3 separate regions of the Mus musculus genome follow, and all the other regions are linked to region 3. Evidence: chromatin contacts called from public HiChIP or PLAC-seq and promoter capture Hi-C data. All regions are on one chromosome and are shown on one strand. Each heading gives the region's core, a stretch centred on a gene start, on an enhancer-like site or on the middle of the called end of the contact. The rest is flanking DNA. Distances are from core to core; before and after follow the strand shown. Region 1 holds the start of Adh7 (alcohol dehydrogenase 7 (class IV), mu or sigma polypeptide). Region 2 has its middle 83 kb from the start of 4930425O10Rik. Region 3 holds the start of Stpg2 (sperm tail PG rich repeat containing 2).

Evidence for each region. Promoter capture Hi-C pulls out the DNA fragments that hold promoters and counts their contacts. HiChIP or PLAC-seq counts read pairs in DNA pulled down with a chosen protein or histone mark.
Region 1: a contact with region 3 is called in a promoter capture Hi-C map of the HPC-7 cell line. The contact joins the promoter of Adh7 here to the promoter of Stpg2 in region 3. A contact is called at or near these places in 6 of 39 promoter capture datasets (the HPC-7 cell line, cranial neural crest, embryonic stem cells and 3 more), 1 of 15 datasets of contacts at CTCF or cohesin (pro-B cells) and 1 of 484 Hi-C or Micro-C datasets (olfactory sensory neurons).
Region 2: an H3K4me3 HiChIP or PLAC-seq map of stem cell-derived neural progenitor cells shows a contact between it and region 3, with 6 times the contacts expected there. The contact joins the enhancer-like site here to the promoter of Stpg2 in region 3. A contact is called at or near these places in 16 of 39 promoter capture datasets (the 3T3-L1 cell line, 3T3-L1-derived adipocytes, the C10 cell line and 7 more), 2 of 15 datasets of contacts at CTCF or cohesin (large pre-B cells and pro-B cells), 54 of 484 Hi-C or Micro-C datasets (B cells, the Ba/F3 cell line, the C2C12 cell line and 32 more), 9 of 115 datasets of contacts at active chromatin or transcription factors (astrocytes, bone marrow-derived dendritic cells, embryonic forebrain and 3 more) and 4 of 9 other capture datasets (adipose tissue, embryonic stem cells, liver and 1 more).

The regions. Positions count from the first base shown.
Region 1 is chr3:138,215,301-138,219,279 of GRCm38.p6, forward strand. Adh7 (alcohol dehydrogenase 7 (class IV), mu or sigma polypeptide) reads left to right here and starts at 2,473. Exons shown (of 9, transcript NM_009626.4): 1 at 2,473-2,608. The coding sequence starts at 2,591. All of the region lies in intron 2 of 0610031O16Rik (RIKEN cDNA 0610031O16 gene), which reads right to left.
Region 2 is chr3:138,642,227-138,646,064 of GRCm38.p6, forward strand. No RefSeq gene overlaps it. Among named protein-coding and RNA genes, the nearest start is that of 4930425O10Rik, 83 kb to the right of the region's middle. Within about 2 kb of position 2,120, at least 123 of the 459 cell types and tissues checked have an H3K27ac peak or open chromatin away from gene starts, as enhancers often do. A contact at or near this core is called in the C2C12 cell line, DN3 thymocytes, the P5424 cell line and 11 more, where this site is marked.
Region 3 is chr3:139,204,273-139,208,221 of GRCm38.p6, forward strand. It overlaps Stpg2 (sperm tail PG rich repeat containing 2), which reads left to right and starts at 1,621. Exons shown (of 14, transcript NM_198659.2): 1 at 1,621-1,735. The coding sequence starts at 1,627.

The sequences.
Region 1 (3,979 bases), core at 1,223-3,722, 990 kb before region 3:
TTTGTGTCTTTGTCTCCATTGTCGCTTGAGTTTCTAGTTCACTGATTTGTCCAGTTCCTCTAGGTTTAGCTTATACTCCCTTCCTAAGGCTGGCCGTGAGTCATTAGCCTATTCATTCAAGATCTGTCTTTGTCTCGTGAACAATCACAGTTTTAAACTTACTTCTCAGCCTTACCTCCCAGGATGGCACCTGGCGCTACCCTGTAAGACACTGAGTGTGACAACTGTGGCTCCTCTGCACAGCTGTACCACCAAGCGGAGTCACTCCCTGCCGCACAGTGTTCTCTTCTGTACTCAGGCCTGAGGCGACTGTCGGTCATTTATCTTTAGATGAGGCATCTGCCTGGTCCAGAGCCAGGGATTAGCCATGTGCTGCCCATTCCTTTGCTGTGCGTTCTGCTGTTTTTCCCTACTTAGGCTTTCATCTTACATCCTTTGTGCTAGCCCTTGTTCCCAGCCTCTCCCTGTTCCGAAAAGCATCACCTTCCATCGTTTGCCATTTGACTTTTCTCATTCATTGCTTTGTTTGGAGGAGGAAGCTTGTAATCTGATGCCTTACCCTGGAGACTTCAAGCTGTGCATTTTTAGTGTGCTTTTCCATATAGCATTTGTATTTATTCTCTGAGAATTTCACACACACACACAATACATTTTGATCATAGCCGGCTGTCTTTTCCTTCCTTTCAGCTCTTCCTGGATTCCAAGTCTCCCACCCCCCCCACCCCCCACCCCCACCCCCGCATAATAATTTTTTAATTGGGTACTTCCCAACTTTCAGCTTTTGACATTTTTTTAGCTAGTCGATTCTGGGGAGAGATGGATTGGTAACATTAAGACCTTATTTAACATCACCTGGCAGATTAACATGAGAATAGTTTACTTTTCAGACTAATATGTTATGAAGTCTTGCAAAACCCTTAAGGAGTTTATCAACTGAGAAACTTTTCCTTTGTGCCAGCCCCACCCGTGTTGGCTCTCTGCTGCCTTGGAGCCAGCTCCACCCTTGTTAGTTCTTTTGCCTCTGTTCTGAGGAAAACAAGCTTTTGTTGCTGAGTCTGGGCTTGGTCTTTGATGGTTGAGATTCAGAATGTCTGTCTGTCCGTACCTGCCTATCTCTTGTCCGCGGTGCCTACAACAAGAGCTGCGGTTCTCCACCATTGCTGCCAAAACAACACCGCTTGCATACGAGCCTGGTCCACTGGCAATGCTTTTACCTACTGGGTTTACTTTGGCCAGTGCAGTAGACTCACTGATTATAATTACCACTTCTGAATTAGATATAAATATGTGTGAAATCGGACTTACAGCACCTACTGCATTATGCCGAGAGACCTGTGGACATGTTTTCCGTTATTCAGAGGAGTTTGTCAATGTGTAAGTAGCTGAACAACAAACTCTGGCAAATATCTTCCGGGTTGGTAAGAGCCCTTATTCTATATTTCAGGATTGAAGAGTTTTGTCTAAAGACAGAAAACCTGCCTCACTGTGTCACCCCGCAGGAGTGAAATTTTGTCACTGTATGGAGGGTTTGTTGGAGGCAGTAGTGTACCAATGTGACAGCTAGCCACTGTCACATAAATACCTCTTCCTCTCAAAGGCAAAAGCAGATCCAGAAGGGTCTGATGCTGCTGCCTACTGGACAACAGTGGCTTGGAATGATGGAACAGCTAAATGCTTGCCCAAGTAGATTCCTTTAGGAATGCAAGAGCCTCTTTGTATAGCAGGATTCTGATTCCCTCTCGGTCCTTCTGGATACCAATGTGCGTAAGCAGTAAGCAATTCTGTGGGTAAATAATGTGATCTTGAGCCAAATGACAGGTTTCCTGAGAGCAAAGACAAGTTATAGTTAATTTCCCATCTCCATCGCCATTACTGGTTTTATACATTTTCTTGCATCTACTATACATACATACAAACATATATTCCCAGTGATGGAGAATTCAGGGACTTGAGGCAACTGCTCCTAACTATAATGAAGAATGCAGTGTGTGTGACAAATAACACAACATACGTACATGATATACAATTGTATGTGTATGTTGCTAAGAACGGAGACCGGATCAAGTCATGTGCTCTACTATGGAGTCATACCACAACCCTCATTTATATTTAACCACACTTTCTACAAGCTATATCGAGTGCAAATGGAGTGCAAATACAAATGCCTAACCACATAGCTAAAGTCAGCTACCTGACAGAACAGCTTGCACGTAGAAGGCATGCAATGCACTCTGTATCAATTGGACAGAGCTGAACTAACACGACCTGTTTTTATATTCTCTAAAATAAAATGGGTAAGGGTGTTTTCTGGCCCTTCATAGTAGACTTGATTATCCAATGTTTGTTAGCTTCTTATTTTTGTCTAATCATAATGTGTATTGTATTTCTTTTCACCACTTGACTTGCAGGAGGGTGGAGCTTCTTGGGTTGGGAAAATTCTAAGGCTATGAGTCATGTTGCCAAAGGCAAGCAGAACTTCCAAGTCACGCTATTTATTGAAGGCCGAAGATGCTGGTACCCATAGAAGAGTGAACCGTGCCTCAGTCAGAAGACGTTCCTGTTTGCAGGCCACACACCCAGGAGAGGCAGGATGGGCACCGCTGGAAAAGTAAGGGAAACGTTTCAGCTTGTTCAGTCTCTTGAGCTAATAATGGGGGTTGCTTCTGAGAGATCTGAATCCTGGAGAGAAACTAAATACTATTTCTCGAGGAAGGCAAGGCTGTTAAGTAACACACGTTGGGGAGATGTGGGTAAATTGCATCAGAATACCAATCGCAGCAGGATTCAATTGAAAACCACATGCTGAACGTTCTCCCAGAAAGCAGGGAAGGGAAGTAGAGAACTGGGATTTCTATGGGCATTATTCATAATTTAGTTTCCAGCTAGCCAGTCATTTGCTCTGGATAGCAAACTGTTTCCATAAGGAGACTTCAACAGGGTCAGTGGTATCTCCCCAATCCCTTTCTAGAGTCTAAAGGGTCCAGGATCTCCTGTGTTGGGGGATCGTGCCCTACTGTTGAGAATGGAAAAAGTGAATTCAGGAATGCAAAGTCAACAACAAAGAAACCGCATGTTCCGAGTTTCTGAGGACATGTTTTATATCACAGTACAATTGCAAACACTCTTGGAAAATAGGACCGTGTGGTGGATAAAGCGTGTTTATTCCTTCAGAAGATGACAGGGCCAGAACAGTGACAGGAACTCAGAAAACAAGGCTGGCTTTTTTTCCCCCTCTTGCAGATTGGGTTGATCGGGTTCCTGCTTTAAACGCGTGTGTAACCGCTTGAGATGTGGGGTACTGTTTTTGGCATTACTTTTAAACAACTTCATTTAGTCTACCTTAGAATTTTAGGAAGCTAAAAATGATGTTTGAAGTCTGGGAAGCATGAGAGACGAGGTCTGAACGCTAGAACCTGAAATAACTTTCCCCGCAATTGAAGAGAAATGGAATGGAAACATCTTAGTTTGAATCAGAAATCCAGTAAAGACCAATAATCAGAATTAACTTTGCACTGTGGAAGTCAGGAACACTGCCCTTAGAAATAAGTGGCAGAGAGCTGGCATGAATCTTAGAACACTTTCAACTCCACACAAGCCTTTCTGTGGCCTCCGTCATGAGAATGCCCAGCCACTGATCGAACATTTCCAGTAACCGGGAATTCAGGAACTCCTAGCTATGATCAGGAATCCAGCACACATGACAAATAGCACAACAGATTTAAAATGTTGACTTGGTGATGGTATACAGAGGGGTAGTTCAAGGTGGGTGATGTGGTCCCCAAACTGTCCTTCTATTTCCATGCATCTCAGGAAGAGAGGTTCCCTTAATATCAGGACTCCTCCTGTTAATTTTCTGATGTTTCATTAAAAAAAAAATGATTATGATAGTTTGCTAAAGATGCCATTAACAAAGTACCAGGACTGTGCGGCATAAAGAACAAGGATTTATTTGCTCATACATCTGGAAGCTGGGATCCTG
Region 2 (3,838 bases), core at 870-3,369, 560 kb before region 3:
AGAGGGAGACAGATCCCTTGGAATTAGAGTTACAGCTAGTTGTGAGCCTTCTGATGCTGGTGCTGGAAATTGCACTTCAGTCCTCTGAAAGAGACTGAAAGCATACACTGTTAACTGCTGAGCTCTCGCTTCAGCCCCCACTGGACTGTTTACATACATCTACATGTATCATGCATACATACATACATACATATGTATACTTACATATATATGCATATATGTATACTTACAAATACACACATATATACATGTAGGTATGTATGTACACACACATATGTAAGTGTAGCTCTCACCAGCTCTTGGAACAACGATGGCATTAAGAGACTTGCTGCCTTTGGAGAACTCTATATGCAAAACCATGGAACTAAAACAGGCAAAAATGCGTTTAATATTATTAATGGGGGGGGAACCCTGAAAGGGACTTGAGTACCTGGAACCACTGGTTTAAAACAGCACAATACATATTTAGGATTACTGTAATGTGTTGGATATTCCAACATGATTCCAACATGACACTGTTGTGTGTATTGTGCTAGCCTGTGATCACCTTTGTCGCATCTTTGAGCAGGAGTCTGAATAAAATCACAAACATGGTCATGGCCACTCCCTCTAAATGCTACTTTATTATGCAAGGATCTATTTCATTAGGCCTGTCTAATTGGATGGCTCTGACAAGTTAATTTGTTTATTTCTCCTTCTTAACTGCTTCCTCCACTTTGCCTGGGGCCCTTGACCAGTGTTGGTCTAGTGTGTGGCTCAATGTCTTGCTTCCCTGGTGGCCTCAGCCGCAATCTTAAACTAAAGGTTCTGTTGAGGGTTTTTTGGGGGGGATGGGAGTGAGTAGTGGGGGTGGGGCGTGTTTCCTCTGTCCTTCTCTCCCCCCTCTCTTTCTCTCTCCCTTCTCCCCCCCCCCCCCCCGTAAATCCCCTTCTGGGCTGCTTGGAAGTCATAAGAAAGCTGGGACAGGTTCTGTCTGCCCTCTCTTGCTCAGACTTTTCCAGTGCAGCTCCAGGGCCCACCGCGTCTGCTGTAGAGAAAAGAGCCTTTCCTTTTAGCATCTGTATTCTCTTCCAACAAGTCGGCCTGGAGCAGGTATAGTTGCCACTCTCTACTGCCACCCACAACTTAGTCACTAGATTTTGCTTTTCTTTCCATTTTCTTTGCCTTTTCTTTTCTTTTTTTGTAGAAGTAATGTGTTAAATATTTAAATCATTGTTTATGCCTTATTCCTGAGCATAGATCAACAAAGCTCTCTTTCTGGGTTTTTGTTTGTTTTTTGTTTTATTTTGTTTTTTTTCCATGTAGCCCAGGCCTACCTCAATCTCACCATGTAGCTGAGGCTAGCCTTGAACTGCTGGTCCTTCTCCCTCCACTTCGAAGTGCTGGAATTGTGGGCATGTTGTCACCCTGACAAAGCTGGTTTTCTTTAAGTTTTAAATATTCATCTATGTATTTGTACATGTATGTGGTGCACAGGCCATGGCCTACATATTAGAGATCAGAAGACAACGTGTGTATCCAGGGGTAAGCTGGATGTTACTGCCTGGAGTACTCAATGTTTCCAACCGTTCAGGTTCTCTGTTCTTCAGGGTCATTTCCACAGCTCTAAGGTGCGTATTCACACTGACATCTACACCTGTGATTGTTCCACCGACCTGTGTTCCATTCAACAGTTAGTTTTCATGAGTCAATATCATCAAATATCTCACGAGCTTCATTCACGAGCGGTGCAGTCTCTCTTCTGGTCCGACTGTTCACGGATTTCAGGCTCCAAAGACCCACGGACTACGGGTATGAATGGGCGGAAGAGAGCTCAGAGGCCTGCGACGCCCGGAGGACAACTTGTAAATGATGTTTTCCCCCACCCTGATGTCTGGCAGGGCGCTGAGCACCTTTACCCACTCACTGAGCCGTCCAACGGCCCAAAAGTTGTTTGTCCTAGGGAATTCACTGTGGCTTAGAAGGGCCGCTCTTTAGGATCACTGTGTCTTTTGCCTTCTCTGTTGCCTAAGAGAAATGGGATGCGAGTTTCCAGCGCTGGAGGAGGCCCATTAGGCTGGGCGGTCCGCCTTGCCTCTTGCTAGCTCGCCATCCCGTAGCTGCTGTCTCCAGAGCCTCACCGCCCGCTCTGTGAAGGTGGCTTCCAAGTGGGTCTTCTGTGCACCTCCTCCCAGCTTTTCACACCCAGGATTACTTCAAAGGCTCAGCCGCCTTGGGAGGGAAAGAAAGGAAATGCCAGCTGCAGACAGGTTTGCTGTGGCAGCTGCTTGCTTGCCGTATAGATGGAGGGGAGGCTACTTTAACTAACTAACCCTCTGCAGCCCACGGGCTTCACAGCTCATTACAGAGGTTTTCTTCTGGCCTGCTTTCTCCCCGGGGCGGGGGCTGGGGTTGGGGGTGAGGTTGGGGGCGTGCTCTTCTGGCTGTCTGAACCACTCCGGCTTCAGGCTTATGTAAATTTCCTGGGGCCTTCGCTGCTCCTTCTTCCACTGATCCCTTTATCTCTTGCCAACACTGGATTCTCCTAATCTTGCTTTCAGTTGAGAGGTACCGGCACTCAGGAGGGGAGAGGCGCCCCTGCTCAGGAGGTGGGACCCTTTCCTGGCTATATGTTTTATTTCATAATTACTGATCACAGCAGGAACGAGCGTGAAGTCACAGCCTGTCAGAGAGCCTGCTCAAGCAAGACGCTCAAGAGAGAGAGTTCATGAGCCCCATCTGAAACCTTACCTTAATTGTTGTTGCTCTAAGCACGGATTGAAAAAAAAATTTTTTTTTCCTAAACAGGGTTTCCTTGTGTAGTGCCGGCTTCTCTCTCTCTCTCTCTCTCTCTCTCTCTCTCTCTCTCTCTCTCTCATTCTCTCTCTCTCTCTCTCTCTCTCTCTCTCTCTCTCTCTCTCTCTCAGCTGGCCTCGAACTCAAAGAGCCACCTGCCTCTGCCTCCTGAGTGCTGGGATTAAAAGCATGGGCCATCGCACCCAGCATGAAAACAATAATTTAAATAGACGGAATGCTCCCCACTTCTGTGAGTTTGCAGCACCCACTGTCACCACTCTCGAGGGGTCCCGAGCTTGGGGAGATGAAAATACCTGCGGCTTATGTAGCCACTCAGTTCTCTCCCTCCGGAGGCTGTGTATCTTTTCCAGAAAGTTCTCTAGGCTTGGCTTCAAGGCTTGCTGCCTTTTGCTTTCTCCACTGAGTCACTCACACCATGAAATGTCAGAGCAGCTGGCCAAACACCAAGGGCCTGGTTAAAACAATAAAGGCTTTCTGGAGCCTCCAGCGAGCTGATGTGAACGGTTGTTTCCTAAACAAAACAATCCCATGGAGGCTCTGCCACCTGCTGGGAAACACTTCCTGCCTGTGTGTATAATTTGAGAACCAAACCTGTTATGGTGTGTTCTGTGAATCACTCTGCCTGGGTAAGGAGCCTGGTTGGTTTTAGTCTTGTATTGTTTGCAGTGAGCTAACTGGGCTAACTCTAGAAATGACAGGATGGTGGGTGAACAACCAGGTTAGACGCTGGCCACTCACACAGTTTCCAAGAGCCCCAGTCTCCGGCCAGTGTGCGAGTGTACATGTGTGTGCACCTATGTAGAGGTGTATGTGAATACATGCGCTAGGAAACCTCATAGATATTGTGAGATGGTGAAGATTGCATCTACAAACTCGTCTCCGGGGCACGTGATGTATACAGGTCACAGGATAAGGTATATGGGTCAAGGGTACAGCTGCTTGGGCTGGGGCTGAGAACCTGAATAAAAAGACTTGCTTACCTCAAAGTGGTCTAAAGAAGATGAGAGCAGTTTCCAAACCTTTGCTTTCTTTGGGGAGCTCA
Region 3 (3,949 bases), core at 371-2,870:
TTCCCAAGTGCTTGTGATATTCTCTTGCCATTCTGTATACCTTGCTTGCCCCTTCTTGGGCTATTCATGACCTACCCAGGGACAGGGGCTTTAGTTTTATTTGTATCCAGGTTAACTTAGAAGAGTAAGAGAACTATATACATTTGCCAATAAGTTCTTTTCAAGTAAGTAATGATCCAGCTGTTTAGTAGAAGACATCAAAAGATTCTTAGGAACCACACACACATACTTTTTGAGTATTCTAACAGAGATGCCACAATTAATTCAGAACTAAGTAGCAAACTAAGAATCACAAAATTTAAATATATTTAAGTTTGTATTGGGGACTGAGGCACTCTAGCTCTTTTGTGGGTAAGGCAGGGCCATGGAAGGATTGCCTAAGCCAGTGGTTCTTTACCTGTGGGTCACAACCCCACTGGCAAACTTCTACCTCCAAAAATACTTACATTGTGCTTCCTAACAGTACCAAAGTTATAAAGTAGCAATGAAAATGATTTTATGGTATGGGGCCACTACAAGTTGAGAAACCGTATTAAAGGGTTGCAGCATTCAGAAGGTTGAGAACCACTGGCCTAAGCCTTTAAGGATGTTTAGAAGCTGTGTGGATTTCTTAATGAAAAAAACCAACCAAACACATAGATGGATTCTGATACTCTCCAGCGCCTGTTGCTGAAGATTCAGTGGATCGATGAGGGTGGCTTGGGCTTTTTCGATGCCTTCACCTTACTTTGTAGACAATGTTGCCATTTATCCGTGTCCAACACCAGAAGCAGTTTTTAGCCCTTGCCCTTGACTTGCTTCAGTAGGCAAGCTTTCCCCTTTTCAGATGTTGCCATTTCTTGTCACCCCCCCACCCCCGCCCCCAACCCTCTGCGTTCCCAGCTTTCCTTTAGAAATCTTGATGGCCTGCAGGTCAGATTCAGTAGTGACTTTATTCAGAGGATGCCTTTTTGACAGGAGTGAAGGGGGACTTTGCTGATCCCAAACCCTGTTTTGGGGTCCCGAGCTTTTCTATTCCACCTGTCCCCGCCTCGCTGCCCCGCCCCCCGGGTCTTTCCAGTCACCCTGATTTACAGGGAAGGCAAATCAAAATCAAATTAATTCGCCTCCTTCTAGTGCGTTTCTAGGGCTTTTCTGCGCAGCGAAGGTATTCTGGGACAGGAAGCAGGTGAGTTGAGGCGGAGCTGAGGTGGAGCTGAGGTGCAGCACCGCCCTGCCTAGCGCAGGGAGCTTCGTCAGACTCTACAAGACATCTCCGAGCTCTGAGCGCTCGACCGGAAATGCTCCGAGGCCGGTGCCGGAAGTGCACCTACAGGCCCGAGTCCTTCCGGCCTCTGCCCTTCCAAGGTTTCCGGGAGGCGGGGAGTGGGCGGAGCCAGAGCCGGAAGTTCAGGCGGCTAAGCCCGGTCTCTGGCGTGACCCGTGAGCGCTGAATTGAACGCTGGCGGGCTGGCGGGCGGGTCCTCTGGCTGCTGTCCTCGCCACTTTACCTCTGTGCCGAGGACCCGAGGGAAAGCTGACGCCGCTGAGCCAGTCAGCACGCAGCTCGCACTCTAGTCCCGCGTGTAGGGACGACGCAGGCCGCCTGTCTAGTTTCCGGTCCCGTGGGCCCCGCCCCTCATCACTATGTATGACCGTGCTCCGCGCTGGCTCGACTGTGCCAACCGCGGCAGCACCGAGGAGCACGTGGGGCCTGGGACCTACCAGGTACCTTTTCCTAAGCAGCAGGCCACAGGTAAGATGCTGATGGCCAGCTTGCGGTGACAGACGGCCCGCCTTCAGCCTGCCCTCAGGTTAAACACAAAGTCAAAAAGGACCACTGTTCAGAAATGTAACACGTCGCAGGTAGAGACGATACTAGAACCAGGATTTTGATTCCTTGGCTCTTGACTGTATGACATAACAAGTTTGTGACTGTATGAAACACAATACTTGCTTTTGCACACACTTTAATCAGATTTATTTACCACGATGTAATTGTTTACATTTCTATTCTGTATTATCACTTACAAATTGGATCCCGTCCCCAATCTCCCCCACTCCCCGGAGTGAAGTTATCTGACCATCCCTGGCTTTATACTGAGACCCTCTTTCTACATTCTGTGAAAAGTTATAGCCTTCAGGGGTGGCCTAGGGACTAATAATTGAAGTAGTTAATTGCTTTTCTTCATTTCTCACCCCCCCCCCCCCCCCCAGTTTGTGAATTAGGTCCAACTTTTAATAAATATTTCTAATTCGGTCTCTGCTTTTAAAGTTCTGGTTTTTGTTTTTGTTTGAGTTTAATACCACCCAAATTCTAGTGGTTTCTTTTGTAAACCTGCATTTTTCAGTAGATATAAAATACCTCCTGCCCCCTTAAAGTTCCAGGAGTGAGTACTCTGTTTACATCCCTGCTCCATTATGGTTAGTTTAAGTTTCTCTGGACATGGTAAAATTCTGTTTGCGTTTCAGATCTCAAATTTTACATCTTTTCAGCATCTGTCCTCAGCATTTTTGGTACCTATGCCAAGTACTGTTGAGATGGTATAAGCATGTATTCCCCAGCATCTTGTGTTTACCAGTGACCATCTGTAATGGGCACACCTATGATGCTTTTGCACACCCATAACTTTTTTTTTTGACCTTTATTTTGGTACAGCTGACCACTTTCTTTGTTGCTTTCTGTCTCATTTTTTTTCCTGCTGTTCAGTACCTGACACATGATTCGGTACTGAAGCAAGGAATCATGTTTTATTTTTCTTTTTTTCCCACTAATCATGCACAGCTAAATTTATAAGATACTTAGCTTTACATCTTGTTCTTGTTGCTTTGCTCATTGTACTCTCTTATTCATATCTGTTACTTCAATCACCATTTATATCCAGCCACTCCCAAGTGAAATTCTTTATAGAGATAGAGGTGGTTTATGTCTCTAAGTTTCCCACAGGCTTAAAGTCTGCGTCGTTGTCAGTCACTTTACAGACATCCTTGCATGGCTGGTCTAAGCTTTAGAACTCTAGCTTACTTTTTTTGCCTGGCCATTTCTCTTGGCCTTTAAGACCATTGGTTAAATGTTCACAATCTCTCAGAAATTCTTCCCCTTTGTTCATAGCTACCCAATTTAATACAATCCAATTTATTTTTTCTCAATTAAATCAGTAGCATGTTGTTTCTGTCTCAGTGTCATAATTTTATCTTTCATTTTGTGTTTAGTAGTATGTTTAAAAAACATACATTATTTGAAAAACAAAAAATATATTTATTTTTGTTAACGGCAGGGTTAAAAAATCTAAACTCATCAATGGTAGTAGAATTCTTTTTTGTTATCACCCCCGGTCTTGTGTTCCATTTAGTCTGATCTTTCCAAACACCTGTACATGCTCCTACACATGACCTACAGTTCAGCCATTCTAACTTGATAATATTCTTAAGATCATTTTTTGTCACTTCTGTTCTTTTGCACCATGTGCCCAGTGTGTTCTATGCTCCTACTCCTCCTGGCTTGCTTCTACTTATTCTTGATATTCAATTGAAATAAAAATCTCTGACTAGTCTTACTTTTCCATCCTTCTGGCTTATGGTAACTTTTTTGGTAGCAGTTTGATTCTAACACACACACACACACACACACAAAAGCTCCACCAAAATGTAAACTACTTGAGAGCAGGGATCATGATGTTTACTCCATTCTTAGTTTTCAACCCAGTAAAACAATATTCTTAGTGAAAAATACCTTGTAGTAACGTATAAACTAGTGGACCACATTAAAAGTTTCTATGGGGTGGGTGAGATGGCTTAATGGGTAAAGTCACTTACTGCCAAATTTGATGACTTGAGCATAATAACTCTTAACATCTTGTAAGATGACTCTTACAAGTTGTCATCTGTCTTCCACATGTACACACACACACACACACACACACACACACACAGAAAGACAGACACACACACACACATAACACCTTCTCCA